2 separate regions of the Bombyx mori genome follow, and region 1 is linked to region 2. The links are chromatin contacts, called in public Hi-C maps. All regions are on one chromosome and are shown on one strand. The core of a region is the stretch at or near the end of the contact, and the rest is flanking DNA. Distances in the headings are between cores, read along the strand shown. Region 1 holds the start of LOC101739127 (protein singed). Region 2 overlaps LOC101740327 (epsin-1).

What was found. A called contact is a pair of places that touch in the nucleus more often than the background predicts.
Region 1: a Hi-C map of middle silk gland shows a contact between it and region 2, with 1.6 times the contacts expected there. The contact joins the promoter of LOC101739127 here to the enhancer-like site in region 2. A contact is called at or near these places in 2 of 7 Hi-C or Micro-C datasets (middle silk gland and whole pupa).

The regions. Positions count from the first base shown.
Region 1 is chr17:616,156-619,146 of ASM3026992v2, forward strand. LOC101739127 (protein singed) reads right to left here and starts at 1,475. Exons shown (of 10, transcript XM_038017024.2): 1 at 1,121-1,475.
Region 2 is chr17:549,965-552,664 of ASM3026992v2, forward strand. It overlaps LOC101740327 (epsin-1), which reads left to right. Exons shown (of 12, transcript XM_062673229.1): 3 at 2,694-2,700. Among protein-coding and RNA genes, the nearest start is that of LOC101740327, 19 kb to the left of the region's middle. Within about 2 kb of position 1,412, at least 3 of the 8 cell types and tissues checked have open chromatin away from gene starts, as enhancers often do.

The sequences.
Region 1 (2,991 bases), core at 225-2,724, 66 kb after region 2:
TGCCCGCGCGGTCTCTATAGCTTGTGTTTTATCTGTGTACCGAAGATGCGTCAGCCCGCTTCCATTTTATTGTTCGTGTATTTGTTAAAGCCTCAATGTTTTGGAGTTTCTGTTGTTATTTTTATTCCCTCATCGTTGAAATCGTTCGTGAACGCATTGCGTACGTTTACTTAGAACAATCGATATTTATTGGGTCATAAGGTACGACTACCAATGTGAAAGAAAATTATTTCCTGTCTGAATGATTTCAACCTCGGCACGGCTACAACTCTGGAATACTCCATACGAATACACTGGACTTCTGACCCGTCCGACCATGGCTAATATTTTAATAACATTACATAGCGTAAATCCCAATATACCTAGATGTCTAACACCAGCTCATGTAAAACCTCAACGTGAATCCGTATAGTGTACACTGCTACAGTCTACAGAATGTTCCAAAGAAAGAGGCAAAACTCCTTTCATAGCATGTTTCATACCTAAACTCGAAATTTTTTATTACGCACCTAAGGTAGGTAATCTGCAGCATAATGTATTAAAGAATAACACAACTTATTAAACAAAAAGACGCACACTAGAACCGTGCTCCTTTAAAAAGTAAGTTATAATATGCAAGTTTTGCTTTATTTTTCATTTGATAGTCACTTATTACAAGTAGGCATGTATGCGGCAAGATTAAAACTACAAATTTCTTTGTTTAAATTTACATAAAATTACTTCTCTAAGTATGCGAGGGTAGTGATTATTTCCAAACGTAGGTAGCAAGTTTACTATAGGTCCCCACTAGACCCAGCTCGGCTAATAAATCCAGCTGAAAAAACATTCAACATCTTTGAACAAAAGGTGTTTATAAATAATTTATATTCATAACAGAGTCGGTGCGCCGCAGCTAGTTCAAGATCACGAACAATAAGTGAAACGACAAATACGTGCTTCTATACGCACGACAGAGTGAGGGTGTACCATTCCACCCTACACCCGGAACATTTAGGTATGTAGGGGTATGTACACCGCGTCCTGGCACAATCGATTCGCGGGAGCCGACTCCCCCATGAGCGGGCACCGGCGCGCCCGGCCATCAACCTAACAGACACATTCTAGTATTATAAAAACTCACCTTTTCACACTCGAGCTGGTTTACACCGCAGAAGAAATGCAATCGCGAGATCGCGAGAAAACCACAAAATGCACTAACTACAAAAATATAATAATTATTTATATCAGTCTTCACTTTTCATCAATTAGGTTAACACTTAATTGTCGGAATCTATCGTAAATTACAGTTAAAAAAAATTGCCGGTTTATATTGTCCGGTGAATTTTTAAAATGTAAAATTTTTATAAACGCTTACGTCTCCCACAGCTGTTCGCGGCGGACTGAACGGCTTGAAGATGGCGCTTGGTGATCGCTTGAGATGACGCGAGTGAAGGTAGCCGCGGGACACCCGTTATAATGCACATCCAATGAGAAAATAGAATGCTCTTCCACTTAACCAATAAAATATTAAACGAATCATAAATTATACGCGTGAAATTTTGAAAACATTCCCTGCAATAATTAGTTTTATAAAGTTGATAATCTCATTACAAATATTCTGCACTTCTCATTAAATTGTTCACTGTCTAGTTACTTACATACTGTAACTAATTAATGCAATTAAAATTTTTACAAAAGTGCTGTTTTAATTTATATGTGTGTTTGAATTTGTAGGTGTCTTGGTGAGCATAATATTCTTAGGTTTTTGGTTCTACTGCTAGTAACGTGCATTTCATGGTACTCATCATCAGATGCTCGTCGGTTATGAGTGGTCACCATCACTTTTACAAATAACTAGAGCCAGAGGCAAAGTAAGGTCGCTGCCTACCACTCGGGATCCTTCAAAGAATGATTTATCAAAGAAAGCTTTTTGTAAATTCCAGTGTCATAAAATGGCGTAGGAAACTTTTTTTCCTACCTATTTGCTGGTAGTCTAAGAGGCTATTCCAGCTACGCCTGGGCGGGTAAGTAGGTATCTAATGTGTAAAAATAACGTCTAAGAATTAAGGCTTAGCAAATAGCCACTTCATACAATTTGCCGGTAATTATTTATCGTTGTACCGTAAAACTGAGACTTAGAACTTATGTCACAAGTGTAATTTGTTTCTTTGTTATTTTGTGTACAATGCAAATGCAGCGTACTTTCTCTCTCTCTCACACACAACGTGGGTGGCGATGTTTACGATGTGTCTATGGGCTCTGATGACCGCTTAACATCAGGTGGGCCGTGAGCTCGTCCAAATATCAAAGCAATAGAATACTTCACGCATTTACGTACCTACTTTCTTCTGACATCGTATAAAGAGGCAAAAGTCGGCAAACGGTATTGCGCACAATTTACATATATTTTACGCTGAGGGAACAAGGTGGCTGTTGAAAATATGAGTGGCAAATCACCATATTATATTAGCGGTTTCTCTTTATCTTAGATACATAAGTGGATTAGAAAATGTTTCGAACGACTTCACAAGGAAAAACTTTAATGTATTCTTAAAGAAACGCGCTAGTGAAACTAAAGGCCAATTTGAAAACATAACTTTAAAATAAAATATAAATTGTATTTATTTATTCGTAGAATTGTACAATGTTGTAGTCTCTTCAGTTTTCTTCGATGGTAGACATAGATGCATTAACGATTTAAGCTTTCGTTTACTGTTATCTAACTGTATTAGGGTCTTCCGTGACCACGAAAACTGTAAGGTATTCGTAACGTCAGTAATGGTAAAATGAGAACAGCAATTTTTTTTTTTTTGCTTAAGTGTGTGAATGAGCTCACAGCCCACCTGGTGTTAAGTGATTACTGGAGCCCATAGACATCTACAACGCAAATGCGCCACACACTTTCAGATATAAGATCTAAGGTCTCAGTATAGTTACAACGGCTGCCCCACCCTTTAAATCAAAACGCATTACTGCTTCACGGCAGAAATAGGCGGGGCGGTGGTACCTACC
Region 2 (2,700 bases), core at 162-2,661:
TTGTATCATATATGTTCTTATTAAACTGTGAATTTAGTATAGAGACCTTTTATTAATTATTATTATTATTATTAATTATTATTATTGTTAATTTTATTAATTGACGGCATCGACATTTTTAACGACACGTGTCCTGGTCTCAAAAACAAATTATAAGTTATAGTATCCAAGTTCCTTTGTTTATATATAATAGATAATAGAATGTTAAGTATTTAACTCTTGTTTTCATGTTCTTTTCAATTTTTTTTTAATGTTATACTGTTAACATTTAAATTTAACCTATTTTTCCGCTGTTTGTAAAATAGCTGTAACATGTCAGTGCGTTATAAGAGATTGCTGTACATACCTGTAACTGGCTTACATACCAGGACTTAATTTTATACTTGCTAATTTTAAGCTTGGATGTTTTGTATGAATTGCTGTTGGTGTGTCCAAATAAAAAAAAAAATTAGGGTAGGCCCCAGTTTTTCACCCTTAAAAAAAATTCCAGAGCAGAAAGCCAAGTGGCACAGCGAATTTCCCCCCCGAAATTAACTTTCTTAGTTGCTTCCTGAACGCAATTACATGTCTTTCTCTATGTCTGAAGAGAGTCCTCAGCATCAGTCGGTTCTCTATGCACCTAGCGTTAATGATGCACGTGAGCATCAGTGACCATTCCCCGTCCGATGAGCCGCCGCTTGTCTTCCAAGGCGAAACTAAACCATCAGTAATTGCTATGGAATTTGAAGAACCCTTAAACGTCTATACAGATTTAGGTTAAAATGCCGCATTTCTTTTGTGGCGGGTGAAACGTTCGGGCCATAGTTTTCTAGGTGCTCTGGGCCGCTCTGGAATACCTGACCTATCTGTTCTCATCATGAGCATTGTCTGGGGGAAAGGTTATGTTATACAAATGATAACATCGCATTCACTACGTCTTGTAGCTCTAAACGACTGACATCGTCGCTACTTCGACTCGTGTATTAAGTCTTAGACGCTGATGCTTCCAATAACGAGTAAGAAATAATTATTCTTGTTTCAACCCACTAAGTTTCTCGCGGGACTTCTCAATGGCTGGAGACTCCAATCCGATTTAAGCGAAGCACTGCTTACGCTAGGCCTAGAGTTAACAAATTCTATCAGGTTGAACCCGTGAGTTCACTTGACGTAGACTACCAGCCATTAGGTAAGGGGAAAAAAAATCTGGTTTTATTTTAATGTGTGTGATTTTATCTGATATCACAACTGGTCCGATGATAGTTTTTTTTTAATAAGTACATTAATGTTCTCAAGTATGTAACCAGTTATTGCACACTTCTCGTAATCCCATTAGCGCTATTCAATATTTATTCAGCTTATCATTGATGTGCGCTAGAACGATATGCACACACTTGCATTACGAGATACGTATTCATATGGGCGCTCAATGAAACTGTTCGCACCTTTTATTTTCCTCTTAGTAACGCTCATTTATAAGCAGTAACAATGTAAAGTGTGAAGTCGTCCGCGTGTAAAGAATAAGGCGCCTTGAGATATCGTATCAAGCGATGCGACTAAGCAGGTGTTCGCAACTTGCAAGCTGGTACCGATTTTTCTAAGTCAACACATATTCACGAACGTCTTCCACGATGAAGGATTGACACCTTGGAATAAAATTCGAAATGTGGGTGTGGCGGAGGATGCTACGAATACAGTGGACTGCCACGAGAACTAACGAGTCCATTCTAAGGGAGCTAAACATCCGAAAAAGGCTCTCTTCCATCTGCCGGGAACATGTTATGAGCTTCTTCGGACACATGCGGTCTCCCAGACATGAATTAGAGAAGCTAAAGTTACATGTGATCGCGATCCTCAGCAGTGAGAACGATGAAGAAGAAGAAGTATAAAAACCGATCAATAGAAAATGACATACCAAATTACCAAATGCCAGTTGACAGTCGCAGTGTTGTAATGTGATAATCGGACAACGAATTTGCCTATTGTCCGGTGAATCGTTTGGTCGCGTTTAACGCTCTCACGGGAAGGCATGACGTGGTACTAAATTAGTCCGACGCCACGCGGACATTCCGATATATCAAATTTTGATGTACCATTCATGGCGGTTTCGTGTTTCTGTTATCGTTATCTGTTGAACTCTGTTAAATTTGAGATGATCAACACGTGGCCCGGTAATATGCAGCGCTTTTTAGTGTCGAGATGTTCTTGGAACGAAATCAGCTTGGGGTTGTTTAGGGACGTGTCGTGATATATGATAGAGTATGTGGTCATGGTCTACTACCATCTGAGATTGCGTCCATCGCTGACTCGGAGGAAGACCCTTTTACCAAAGTATTGACAAACTCTAAATATATTTGTCGGAGAAGCCACAATATTTACACAATCGTCAGACATCACAGGGGCGAATAGGATGATCGAGTTAAGAGAAATATTTAGTACACCAATCACGCTTGTTTTCGTAGAACAATTTAGAAATCCTCTCTTGACGTTAGCAAACGAAAACGAATGACAGTTCTTAGGACGGAGGCCCAGTCTTCAAGAAGGCTGGTTGATAAGTGTGGTGGCATCTACGCGCCTCCATCGGCTAGGCTCTGTCTTAGCACGAAGTTAGCCGAGTTCAGACGATACCGTAATCGTGCTGCCATCCCTCAGGAATCGTGCTGCGTTTCGTTTAGCTGCTAAACTAATGACCGTCTCCGACATATTCATCTTTCCAGGTCAAAG